Regions from separate parts of the Mus musculus genome. Here region 1 is linked to region 2. Evidence: chromatin contacts called from public Micro-C data. All regions are on one chromosome and are shown on one strand. The core of a region is the stretch at or near the end of the contact, and the rest is flanking DNA. Distances in the headings are between cores, read along the strand shown.

The links. A called contact is a pair of places that touch in the nucleus more often than the background predicts.
Region 1: a Micro-C map of muscle stem cells shows a contact between it and region 2, with 6 times the contacts expected there. The contact joins two enhancer-like sites. A contact is called at or near these places in 2 of 39 promoter capture datasets (embryonic stem cells and liver), 4 of 15 datasets of contacts at CTCF or cohesin (embryonic stem cells, large pre-B cells, pro-B cells and 1 more), 29 of 484 Hi-C or Micro-C datasets (B cells, the Ba/F3 cell line, CD8 T cells and 14 more), 2 of 115 datasets of contacts at active chromatin or transcription factors (embryonic stem cells and large pre-B cells) and 2 of 9 other capture datasets (embryonic stem cells and liver).

What each region holds. Positions count from the first base shown.
Region 1 is chr2:33,345,403-33,351,609 of GRCm38.p6, forward strand. All of the region lies in intron 1 of Ralgps1 (Ral GEF with PH domain and SH3 binding motif 1), which reads right to left. Among named protein-coding and RNA genes, the nearest start is that of Ralgps1, 23 kb to the right of the region's middle. Within about 2 kb of position 1,414, at least 79 of the 459 cell types and tissues checked have an H3K27ac peak or open chromatin away from gene starts, as enhancers often do. A contact at or near this core is called in muscle stem cells and myocytes, where this site is marked.
Region 2 is chr2:33,020,947-33,027,028 of GRCm38.p6, forward strand. Garnl3 (GTPase activating RANGAP domain-like 3) reads right to left here. Exons shown (of 30, transcript NM_001355200.1): 13 at 5,134-5,242; 14 at 2,543-2,588; 15 at 1,716-1,822. Among named protein-coding and RNA genes, the nearest start is that of Slc2a8, 42 kb to the left of the region's middle. Within about 2 kb of position 3,280, at least 47 of the 459 cell types and tissues checked have an H3K27ac peak or open chromatin away from gene starts, as enhancers often do. A contact at or near this core is called in muscle stem cells and myocytes, where this site is marked.

The DNA.
Region 1 (6,207 bases), core at 164-2,663, 320 kb after region 2:
ACTCTGCAGATGTAAATACAGTGACTGAGGGAGATGGATTCAACTATTATGTGCAGACACATCTTTTCACATCTGAACTCTGTATCCATAGGGAAGGTGGTATCAGCTGCTTAGGCTGGGCACAGCAGCCTGTACACACAAAAACCCATTCTTCCCACCCTCCCTCGACCTCTCTACCTCTCAGCCCTCCCCACCCTGTCTCCTGCATACACAGGCAAACACACTCTTGCTGCCAACCCTCCTGGAAACCCAAACAATGCAAGAGTAAAAGCAGTTCTCATGATGTAATTCCTTAAGAGCGTGGCAGCTGTTATCAGAACCACAGAACAACCCCGCGTCTTTCTCTGCTCTTTGGGGGTGGGGGGAGTCCCAGAGAGGGAAAGGAAAAGCCCAGATGCAGCCCTGGGTTCTTCCCAGGCAAAGCGCTCCTCAAGACTGTCAGCTCAGGAAAGCACAGGACGGCCTGAGATGAGCAGGCCAATGAGCAGGCCCTAAGGGCAAAGCAGAATGATCACTTTTTCCTAAGACAGTAGAGGCTGTCTCAAAGAAAATGCATACAACCAAGCCTGCCCAATTACAGGAGTGTGATTTCTTCCAAATGTTGCAAGCACGAATGAAAATGGATCCCAAACAGGTTGGGAGAAAGAGCCGCATCCAGGGGTGAACTGGGATGTGCTGTCACGGTCACTGCACTGGGAGCACCACTCTTTGCTGGCTCATGCACAGAAGCTGTGTGGAAGACCAATGGGGAGGAGCCTGAGCCTGCTCTGCTTCTGCCCCTCCTCCAGTACTCTCTATTTTAGAAGTCACAAGCATGGGCCCTCCTGCAGCAGGGCCACAGTGAGTCAGACCTGCTGTGGCCAATGGGCTTTAGAGAGCGCTCTGGGAAAGGCAAGTGAGGAGATGTGAGACACCCATCTTTGTGAAGATGGCTCAGAAGTCTGGGAAGAAGATTCCCTTCTGCGTTGTTAAGGATGTGGGGTGTCTAGATCAGGAGTCTAGTATTCTGGGCCCCTCTCCACTCAATCACATGCTTGATTTTAATGATTCAAAGAACATCTGCCTTGGGACTAAGCAAGCAATGTTACTTCAAGGAGAGGGGTCACAGTCTCTGCCCGGCAGGTGCAGAGATGCTTCTGTGCTTCTCTGTAGCCAAGTCTCCTCCCAAAACCCAAGCCACCCAAGACCCCTGAACAGTCCCCCACTGTGTCCCTGCTTCCACACGGTGACCCTTGCCAATGAAGATTCAGAAACGACAAGGTGTACAGTAAAGGGGTACACGATCCTACACACAAAGCCAGAGAGCCCTGAGCTGGGATGCCTGGTGCTGGCCTGGTTCACAATGAGGCTCTTGTTCTCTTCAGTCACTCCTCCAAGTCCTGAGACCAAGTTCCTCTTCTTGAAACCAGGAGGGTAGGGGTAGGTGGTGGATCTGCAATCACACGTTCATTAACAAACACCACAAGCACTGTCCTTGGCCCCAACTTCGTAACAAGTAGCTGGGCAGCCCCCAAGAGGAGAGGAACTGTGCCAAGAGGATGAGGCGAGTGGGCAGCTGGCAGACAGAGGCACACAGGGTCTGTCACCTGTGAACAGAGGCTAAAGCAGGGGCTCAACCAGCTCGCCAAGCTCTTGCAGCCCCATCCCACACGCTATAGGGCCCTGTTGGGATGAGAGGGGTGTGAATGTCCACAAGTGTGTGAGGACAGGGGACATTTTCACAGCACTCCATAAACTGAGTTTGCTCTCCACTGCATGAAGTGCACCCCCATATTTGCTTTCTCCTCTCCAAACTTTGCTGGAGAAACAAACAAACTTAAAATATGAATGAAATGGTTTCAGCCCTGAAACCCGGGGAAGGAAGACATGAATGAGCAAACAGGACTAGCTTGAGGGAAGGAACTCTGGGTGCCAGGCATCCAGCCTCAAAGTCGGTTCCTTTCCACTAACGGCATCCAGCAATAAACACAACAGCTCAAACCAGAGCAGACCTGGGCAAGGAGTTTAAAGAAATGTGCAGAAGTCACCTGAAGAAAACAATAAACTCTCATTAAAAGGTTTTAAGGGCTTGGCTCAGGGGCAAAGGCTCACGCCACCAAAGCCTGACAACCTGAGTTTGGTCCCTGGGACCCACATGGTAAAGACCTCTGTAAACTGTCTTCTGACCTCCACACACATACACACTCAAACACACACAGAATCAATAAACTTAATGTTTTTGTTAAAGAGTTCTAGGGGCTGAAGATGGCCCCTTGGTTAAAAGTACTCACTGCTCTTGCAGTGGACCCATCACACACACACACACACACACACACACACACACACACACACACACACACCTGCCAGCACCCATGTGGTGGCCCCCAACCATCTGCAACTCCAGTCCCGAAGGATCTGTCGCCCTCTTCTGGCCTCCACAAGTAGTGCATGCACTCAGTACACACATTCATGCAGGCAAAACACCAGTACACATAAAATAAAAATACGTTTAAATCTTCCTTTTAAGCTTTAACTCCCTTTGAGACAATAACATAAATTCATCAATTCTCCCCTCTATACAAGCATCTGAGAGGCAGAGCTGGATCTCTCTGAGTTCAAGGCCAGCCTGGTCTACAGGGTGAGTTCTAGAACCGCCTGAGAAACCCTCTCTCAAAAACCAACAACAAAAAAGCAAAAACAAACAAACAAAAAGAATAAATGCTCAGCAAAAGGGAATAGTTAAACAGACCCCCCCCCAAATTAAAACATTTGAGGAAAAACAGATTTGTGTTTTTAGTCTTAGAAGAAAGCAGCTCTCCCTCAGGGTCACAATAATGTCAGGAAGCCAAGGAAACCAGCGGCCAGCATGGGTGTGTGCGTGCTCTGACTAGCTTCCTGTAGTGTTGGGGATGGAACCTGGGTTCTGCCACATACTAGGCAGATCTTTGGCTACTGAGTCACCCATCCATGGCCCACCTGGCAGATTTAAATGTTAACAAGCTTAACTTCAGGATAGAAAGGGAACATGGAAAGACCAAAGGCAGCCAGTAATGCCAGGAAAAGGTTTGTGGGATCACGTGGCAGGTGATGACTGAGCATCTCTGATGTGGAAAGTCCCCTGGCTGGACTCCTGGCAGACACGGCACCTTCAAGCCTGGAAACATGAAGACCCACAAGAGCTGAAAGCACAGCACGAGGCCATGGCTGCACTCAGCATGGCAGGGACCATCAGGACAGGCCACCAGGCCTGCACCAGGAAGCCACAGACTCCAACCCACACATGCGCTTCTGTGCCCCATTACACTGCATCAGACAATCAAGACATCAGGACTTACAGACAATGAAAGATGCCCACAGCTCAGGCGCCTGCTCACATCAGCACACTCATCCAGCCAACAAATGTTTGCCCAAAGTCCTATTTGTACCAGGTACTATCCTGGATTCCAGGGACAAAGCAGCAAGCAAGAAGCCGGAAACCCCTCAGTAAACAGCAAATAAGGCATTCAGTAAATACACGGCTTGTCAGCAAGTGATACTAGATAAAGAGGAGAACTAGAGAGGCCCATGAGCAGGGCAGGGAGAACTGGCTTCCAGTTGGCACATCTCACTAAGAAAGTGCTTACACAAACACATGCTTGAGGCTGCTAACAACACATGCACACACATGATGAAGACATACAGAAAACCTGCTACACAAACTAACAGCCCTGCCTCCCAAAGAAACTCCAGGTGCACTTAAATGTCTACCGTTTTGTATACTTCAATGCTGTCTATTTATAGTAGGTATGGAAAACACTTGGAGCAACACAGCACCTAGGGGTAAAAGTAGTTGCACACTTGAAAGGCAGCTCACTGGATTAAAGACAGCCTCTGGGTAGGGAGGCTGGAGCTCTGTGTGGCAATTTGGTGCCACCTGGTGGCCAGTTGTTTAAATAAATACTGGTATTCCAACAGTGCCAAGTCAGATTCACCAAGGTGTACAATAGTATGAAGCTATGTCTGCCCTCTGAGCGGTGACAATGAGGGACTAGGATGTCAGAGTCAGGGTGGAATTTGTTTAGCTGGCTTGAATTTTAAATCATATGTGTCTAATGACTCACTTATTTTTATAAATTAACTCATTGTAACTGACAACAGTTGGCAGTTCACCACTGGACTGAGGTGGAGAGAGAGGGCTGGCAGTACAGAGCCAGAGCCCAGGCCATTAGCAGGGAGTCTGGGAGACTCATACAGGAATGCCAGGCCTCGGGACACAGGTTCCTCAGAATGTGGGGGTGCCCAGCGTGAGGCCAGAACCTGGAGTGGCATGTAGCTGCTAGGGCCTCTAGAAGGGAAACAGAGATCAACAGAAGAGGGTTTTATGCTTGTCTGGGTGTTAAATCTTCAGGCTGCAAGGAGGAGCCACACACAGCCAACCCATGCCCAACTGTCCCTATGGAAGAAAGCCATTTTGGCACAGGAGAGGGCCACCAGAAGCACTGGGTACCTGACACAATGGCAGAAGCAGAGGAGCTAGGTGGGGCATGCAGCTCAGTCTACCAATGGGGCCTAGTGCAGCTCTGTGTTGGAAGCTGTGTGTTAAATGCTTACAAGTTTCTTAAAACACCAGAGACCTACTGTGTAGGGATGATGGCAAGCTGATGGAAAAGGCTGGAACACACCCCAGGAAGGGGTTAGGACATGAAAGGAGGGACAAGGCGAGGAAACGGGAGCTGCATTTCTAGGATCTTCAACACAGGCAAGGCAAGCATCGGGGCAACGTCGCTCTGTCACAGAGAGTGGGATAAAAGGCTCAGTTGTATCTGCTGGGGTTGGGAGCTGTATTCTTTGAGCCTGAGTTTGGCACATGGAATAGGAATCCCCTATGCAACAGTGGCTGAAACTACAAGTTAGTACTATCACAAAAAGAATGAAAGAAATGGGGTAGCAGCCATGGCTAACAGCTGGTTTCATACCCCGTGCAGAGACTTGTTTAGGCAGTCTATTGGGTTTGGCTGTGCATTATCTTCTCAATTAAAACAGGAAATCTATTTTTTATTAAGAAAATTTTAAATTAAGGAACATTCTAGATAAGTAACTGCACCGTTCTGTCATTTCTTCTTCTGAGATTGTATTTATAAAGGCTGGTGGAAGTGAGCCTGAGATGAGCTGATCCCACCTAGGCCGTGTGGCCTGAGGGTGAGGGGGGCAAAACATAAAACTACCATTCTGGCACCACAGGCTCCGAACAAAAAGCAAGCCCGAGATGACCACCAATCAGACACCATGTAGGCCTGGGCAGGCAGATCACACCCAAAACATCCCCTGCCTGGTGCCTGGTGCCACACTGTGTGGCCAGGGCATAGCATTTCTGAGACCACTCCTAAAATGACCCCAGACCAAAGATGCCACTAAGGAGCCAGGAGATGGTGGAGAAATGGAAGAGAAGCAAAAGATATGTGTACAATGAAGAGAGGCAGACTCAAGGGTAGTGAGGGACAGCCTGACATGAATAGCCAGGGATGCCACCTAAGACTATGCTGAGGTCCTGGCCTGTGCTGCCACTGAGGGCCATGTCTGAGTCTGTGTCCCTGCAGCAGCAAGGGTCTGTTACCACCAAAGACTAGACAGACATCCCTGGTCGGAGCTGCCTCCCAAGACCATGTTGGTGGCTGAGAGCTGTGCAGAACTGGCCCCACCCCTTGCCTGGACACCATGGGAAAGCTACTAGCCCTAAGGGCGTGAGAACAGGAAAGCTGACCCTGCCCCTAGTCAGCTATAGTACTCAGGAGAGCAATCCCCACCCCCACACATCATCCCAGGAAGCACAGTGGAGCTTCCCTGGTTTCAGGAGTCACGGGTGACCTGGTCTCGAGGGTATGAGTATGGGAAAGCTGGATCTGCCGTTCATCTCCCGTGGCATGGATAAGAGAGAGATGCCCTCCATTGCCCCCTACTGCAGGTAGGTGAGCTGGCCTCTAGGTCATCAGAGCAGAAGAGCTGGCCCTGACCCTCACTTGCTGTAGCACTCAGGAAAGCAGGCCCTGCACCTTGCCTGGGCAGCACAGTAGAGCCAGCTGTGAAGGCATGGGTGAGCCAAACCCTGATAGCATGAGACAGGAGAGCTGTATCTACCCCTTGATCACTGCAATACTGGATGATCTACTCAGGACAGGGCTAAAGAGCTTGCCCTGGTGGTGTGGGTGCAGGGGAGTTGGCAGGCTGACCAGCTCAGATACCACTCAGGTC
Region 2 (6,082 bases), core at 2,030-4,529:
CATGAAAATTTCTAGGTCTGGATGTTTTGAAAATGCAGAAAGGAACAGAATCATCACCTTTGTCAAGTGGTTTGCAGTCTGCTGCTTCTTGTGCTGGGGGCAGAGCTTTCCCCCTAGACCTTGCTGTGGCCCAAAGCTGGGAGCTAATGATGTGGGGGGCACCCAGCTACACGGCCTTAATGGCTTCGTCCCCAGGAGAAAGTTGCAAAGCATGTGGAGACCTCTGCAGGGGCTCCCAGAGGGACGAGCACTGTCAGCCATCTTGGCTGAGAGTAGGATGTATCTGGTGACCGGAATTAAGTAACATTTTATCCCTTCAAGTGCCACTGAGATGGGCAGATAAGATACGGAGGCTGGAGAGAGGGCTCAGGGGCTCAGAAGCACTTGCTGCTAGTGGCCCAAGCATTTAATCCCAGCACAAAAGTGGCAGAAGCAGGCAGATCTATGAGTTCAAGGCCAGCCTTGTTTATATAGTAAATTCAAGCTAGCCAGGGCTACATAATGAGACTTTGACTAAAAAACAAAACAAAACAACAAAACAAAACAAAACAACAAAACACCCCACTTCCTGCTCTAGTAGAGGATCTGGGCTTTATCCTCAGTCCCACATTGGGCAGCTCATAACCTCATTTCCAGGGGAAGAATCCAGTGCCTTCTCTCCTGGCCTCCATGGGCACCCACATACACAAGCACATACACACACTCAAGCATACACATATAACGTTAATCTTTACAAGAGAATACAAAGAAAGGACAATATGTCATCCAGCACCTGCCTGGCCTGCAGCATTAGTTTTGGCCAATTCTGAAGGCAATTGAAGACTAGAAGCCGAGTAGCGTGTACTGATGTGGGATTCTGTGACGTTCTGGGCTCAACTGATGCCACCTTGGGGCCAGGTAACCAAGATGGATTCAATGAGAGGACAGGAGCTTCCCCAAATTCTCTCAAACTACATGGTAACAGTGACAGAATTAGGCAGTGTGTGTGTGGGTATGAGGGGCAGGTGGATGCAAAGCAGCTGCAGCCCCTGCTGTGTCTGGCAGGAGACTGGAGCTGGCTGCAGAGGGCACAGACTGGGTGGCACTGCCAGAGCTCCAGGGCTGACAGACTAGACTTCTATGAAGAGTCTGCAGTGGATGAAGCCAAGTGACTTGATGCTGATCAGTAGGTCCTGATGGCCCAGGCACGCTCTGGGTGTGGCCCATGTCTGTCAGACAGGAGAGCTCAGAGGCAGGCCCTGGGAGGTAGCAGTGAGCTGAGGTGCATGCGCACTGGCTCTCCAGCTCTTGTGGCCCAGGGTGGGAAGGTTCTCTTCACTCCATGCACAACCCATCTGCCTGCACACTCGTACAGCCCAGCAGCTCTCTGTTCCTAAGTGTGAATCATAACCATAGCTTCCTACCCCTTCACAAAGACACACATATATAATGATGGAGACTCAGAATGATGGTATCAGAACCCCAGGGCACACAGGCTGACCAGAGGCCTGTGGCACCGGCGTGGTGAAGCGATAAGTTGCAAAGCCTTGGGCAGGATGTGAGGAGCAGATGAGAACCCAGAAGAAAGCCTACCCAATGTTACCAGAAACTAAACATGGGTAATGGATGAATCGAATGTGAATGGTCTAACAACACTTCCCTATGCAGTGGCCTGGGAGAGTATAGAGAACAAATTCTTGTAACAACCAACAGCACATTTCAAAATGACAACTTACATTTCACAAGCAAAAAGTCCCTGAATTCCTGGTGGTCAGTAAACACCGGAGGGGATGGCAAGGGTGGGCCAAAAAGTGGCACACTTTCTTCTGAAAATATTTTCAGCCTATGTTGAGAACATTCCAGAGTTAGTCAGCTCTCTTCTTCAAAGGTCAGTAACAGTTTTGCAAGTCAATATGTTCAGAGACCTATGTAATACGTGAGGAAGATTCACTCCAGAGGAGCCTGTGTCACCTCTGAGCGCTCTCTCCTAGGAAAGCAGCCGTGCCTTAGGGTCTAACCCACCAGCCTGTGGACAGACTGAAAACCAGTAGTGAACGGCTGCTGCATACCAGGCAGGGTGCTCTGGATTTCACGGCTTGCTGAGCAGGCCAGAGGTGACTGTTCTTACTCTACACTAGGCTCAAGGTGCCCGGGGACAGACATGCTTCACAAATCCTCAAAGTCAGTAAGTGACTGAGCTGAGGTGTGACCTCTCTACTCCTAAGTGGTGGAACTTGACAGTACTTTCACAGGACCCTTCTAATAAATTCATTCTGAGAAACAGAAGGACAGCAGGCAAGGGGCACTCTGACCAAGGTCAGACAGACAACTTCTCCTGTAAAGTACAAACACCAAACTAACCCTGAACCCTGGGCCTACTGTGCATAGCAATACTACATGGAGCAAAATCTTTCCCTGAAGAGAGAGACAGAATATTCTAGAAGGTGAGATTGCACCTAATGAACCCCAGAAGCAAGCACATCAGGGTCGTTTGAGGGCCAATACCGACTGGTGACACAAATTTTAGAATTAGAGCAAGAAGAGAGACAAGGTCTTTACCTACCTGTAATTGTCATTTTGCTGGTCATACCTCACTAAGGCAAAAATATCTGTGGGGACAGTCAAGGCAACTCATCAATACCCTTGATGTTCACACTGGAGAGCTGGATCTGAGAACCCTGCCTGCAGAAGTGTTCTTGAGCAGGCCTCCCTGTGGCTAGGTACCTACTGCTCTGAAGTTGGGACAAAACTCCACCCCTTTACAAGGGACACACACACACAGGGGAGCCCTGTGCCTAGTGTTAGCATCTGTGTGGTCTTATACTGGGAAAAGGTTAGGTGAAGCCTCCACAGCTGTCATGGGAGTGTATAAGGAAATCCATGAAACAGTCAAGCAGCCAGGGAACCAGAGCAGCAGCTCCTGGCGCCGGCTACTCATCTATTCCACCACACGGGGAAACAATGGAAATGTTTCTGCTGTACACTTTCCCTCTCCTCCTGCCTCTGGCAGACAAAACAGACCGAGCCAGTGTAGCCGCTGGCAGCTGCTGAGCAGAGGCGCCTGTGCTTGGGATGAAGCTCAACGAGCGGCTCGGGCTGTGGGTCAGTGGCAGAGCACTTTCGGGACTTGTGGGAGACCTGGCTTCCACCAGCGTTTAAGAAAAAAGGACAAATGATATGCTATGGGGCTTCAATCTCAATACAACTCTTTAAAAATAAATCAAAGAGCACAACTGCCGCACCCAATAGTGCTCCTCTGGCCTGCTCTCACATCTCACCTCCAGCCCTGCTGCTGCCTGGGGCTGAAGGCAGCAACACTCGGGTGCAGCCACTCCTGTACTCTGCGGGATGAGGTCACACCGACCACCTGCATATGTGCTCAGGCCAGTGTGCAGAATGTCTAATAGGGAGCACCCTAAAGTGTCTCTAGCTATCTAGCTACCTTGTCTTCTGGGCTTCACTCAGAGAAGCCTTCTGTCACCAGGAAAAGGGGAATATTAGTGCCACAGCCCAATAAATGGGGGACATTATGCTGTAAGTAGGAGGAGCCAAGGAGGGTGTGTCTTCACCTTAATTATAACCCCTACCCTTGTGGGAGAAATTTGGCCATTTCAACTTTTAAAAACCTCCTTGTGAGCTCTGTTGTCTGACTTGAGACAAGTCAGTTTTATTGGCAGGCACCTGATGCGCAGTGGTCTGTCCCCCGGTGTTTTTCCCGGGGTCTCTGGGAACAGGAGTAATGAGACTCAACTTCATTCTGAGAATGCCCACTAGATGTCCTTTCCTTACTGTGGCCAACCTTCTGAGCCGCTGCCTTGAGATTGGCTCTCCTGGCCTGTAACCATGGTAAGTGGGCCGTGACTGAGGTCTGGCAGATAGGACGAACACATGCCCTGGGGTTGTCTGGCTGAGCAATGTTGAGAGGGCCAGCCCCACCACGGGCATCTACAGACAGTGAGCTGGGCAGGGTTAGGCGATGTGCGTAACATTGTTAATGTTACCATGCCGCAGCATACTTCAACTTAGCAGGTAGTATCAGGCTTAGAATAATTTCTCACAGTGAACTCCTGCCTCAGCCTCTCGGGTGCTGTAATTACAGGTGTCAGTCTGCATGCCCAGATACACACACACACACACACACACACACACACACACACAGGCCCAGGCCTTCAGTGTGTTGGAACTACAGGCATGCGGCAACAGATTTTATAGTTGACGTCACTTCCCAGAGGGGTCACTACTTATCCTTCACAATTGTTCATTACCAGTTCATAATAGGAAGCTTGCCTCACTTCACAGACTTCCTGAGGAAAGAGGAGGCATTCTGAAAGTCAATGTGGGTGTGGTCGCATGCTCCTGTAACCCTAGCACCCAGAGGTCTGAGGCAGCAGGCCGGAAGTGAGCTGGGAAACACTGTCTTCTGACCTGCAAACTCACAGCCAGTGCCTACCTGTACTGGCCTAGGCCCATCAACATCCCACTGTGGATGGGGAGGGGCTCCTGAGGCCCTGCCCCTCCCTGAAGAGCTATAGGCAGTTAATGGCTGCTGGGGTACAAAGAGCCATTTTCGGGCTGGAGAGATGGCTCAGTGGATGACTGCTCTTCCAGAGGTCCTAAGTTCATTTCCCAGCAACCACATGGTGGCTCACAGCCATCTGTAATGGGATCTGATGCCCTCTTCTGGTGTGTCTGAATACAGCTTCAGTGAACTCACATACATAAATAATTTAAAAAAAAGTCATTTTCTCAGTGGTGTAGCTACTGATGAGCTGCTCTCACTCAAATAAATGACCATCTGCGTAGGCTTTAACTGCATCCCTGGTTAGACACAGGTGGGACACACCCAGGTGAGAAAGCAGAGGGGCCTTGTTAGGAAGAAGGGGTGGTCAGAAGAGGGGAAGGATGGGAGGGTAGTGGAGGGTGTGGTGAAGGGATCTTGTGTGTGTATAAATTGAGAAACACAATGAAACAGTCCCCGAGGACTCCTCCCCGCTGCCTCAGAGGCGGGCAAGAAAGAAACACGCAGCACTTGGGCACACTGCCCGGTGGCGGGTGTCAGACTAGCCGCTCAGGTGGGTGTCACGCTGCCTATTACATGTCCTGGGAGGCCCCAGGAGGCTGGTGGGCAGGAGCATTTATGAAGACCCAGGATACGTGTAAAATGGGAGCGGATCATGGAAGGCTTAAAGGCGGGAGAGGACTCCTCTCCTTCCTGGAACACGATGGTGACAATATCGTTTCCAATGTGGCGCTTCCTTTCCACCTGTGAGGAGGAGAAATGACATGGTGAGAAGAGCTGCTCTGACAAGGGTCACTCAGTTAAGACACTGTAGCAAACCACCACAGCCACTGCACAGCCGGACGTCATGTGGCCTTGACAAGCCACCGGGCTCCTCTCCCAGTGCAAACCTCCTCACCAGCTTGAAGGACAACGTTCCCTCCACCCGTTGCTTCCTTATACCCTGACCTGTTCTGGGACCCATAGGAGCTCAGGAAGCAGTCACGAGGGTGTCTGAGGGAGAGACATGCACATGGGCTTCAAACAGTCTACCCCAGTGCTCCTCCACTGACCTACACCTCTGACTCTCCTCTGCTCATTTGAATGTTCATACTTAGTGCCAAGATGGCTCTATCTAATTTGACCCTAGTTGTCTTTCCAAAATGAGTTCCTAGATATGCGGTTGACACTTTTTTTTTGTATAAAAGGCCAGACAGCTTCAGAGACAGAGACTGTGTGGACTCTTTATACCTACATGGTCCCTAAAGCAGGAAAGCTACCACAAAGAATGTGTGAGCAGTGAGCGGGTGTGGTGTATGCCAGTAACACTGCACCCAGCAGGACAGAACAGGCCACTTTGCTAGCTCCATACAAGACCATCTATCTGGTCAAACTGAGTAACTGCTGCTACCCTGGATCCCTGAGTCCCTTGTGTTGGGCCGTGGAGGACTGAGGATGCTGCTGTTCTCAGCTGCTGGTGACTGCAGTGGATGAGAACCTCCATGAGACAGCAGAAGACTTCTCTGCTGAGTCATCAACACATAAAGCCTTAAGAAACCAAGTAATTATCTTTTTTTTTTTTTTTTTTTTTTTGGTTTTTCGAGA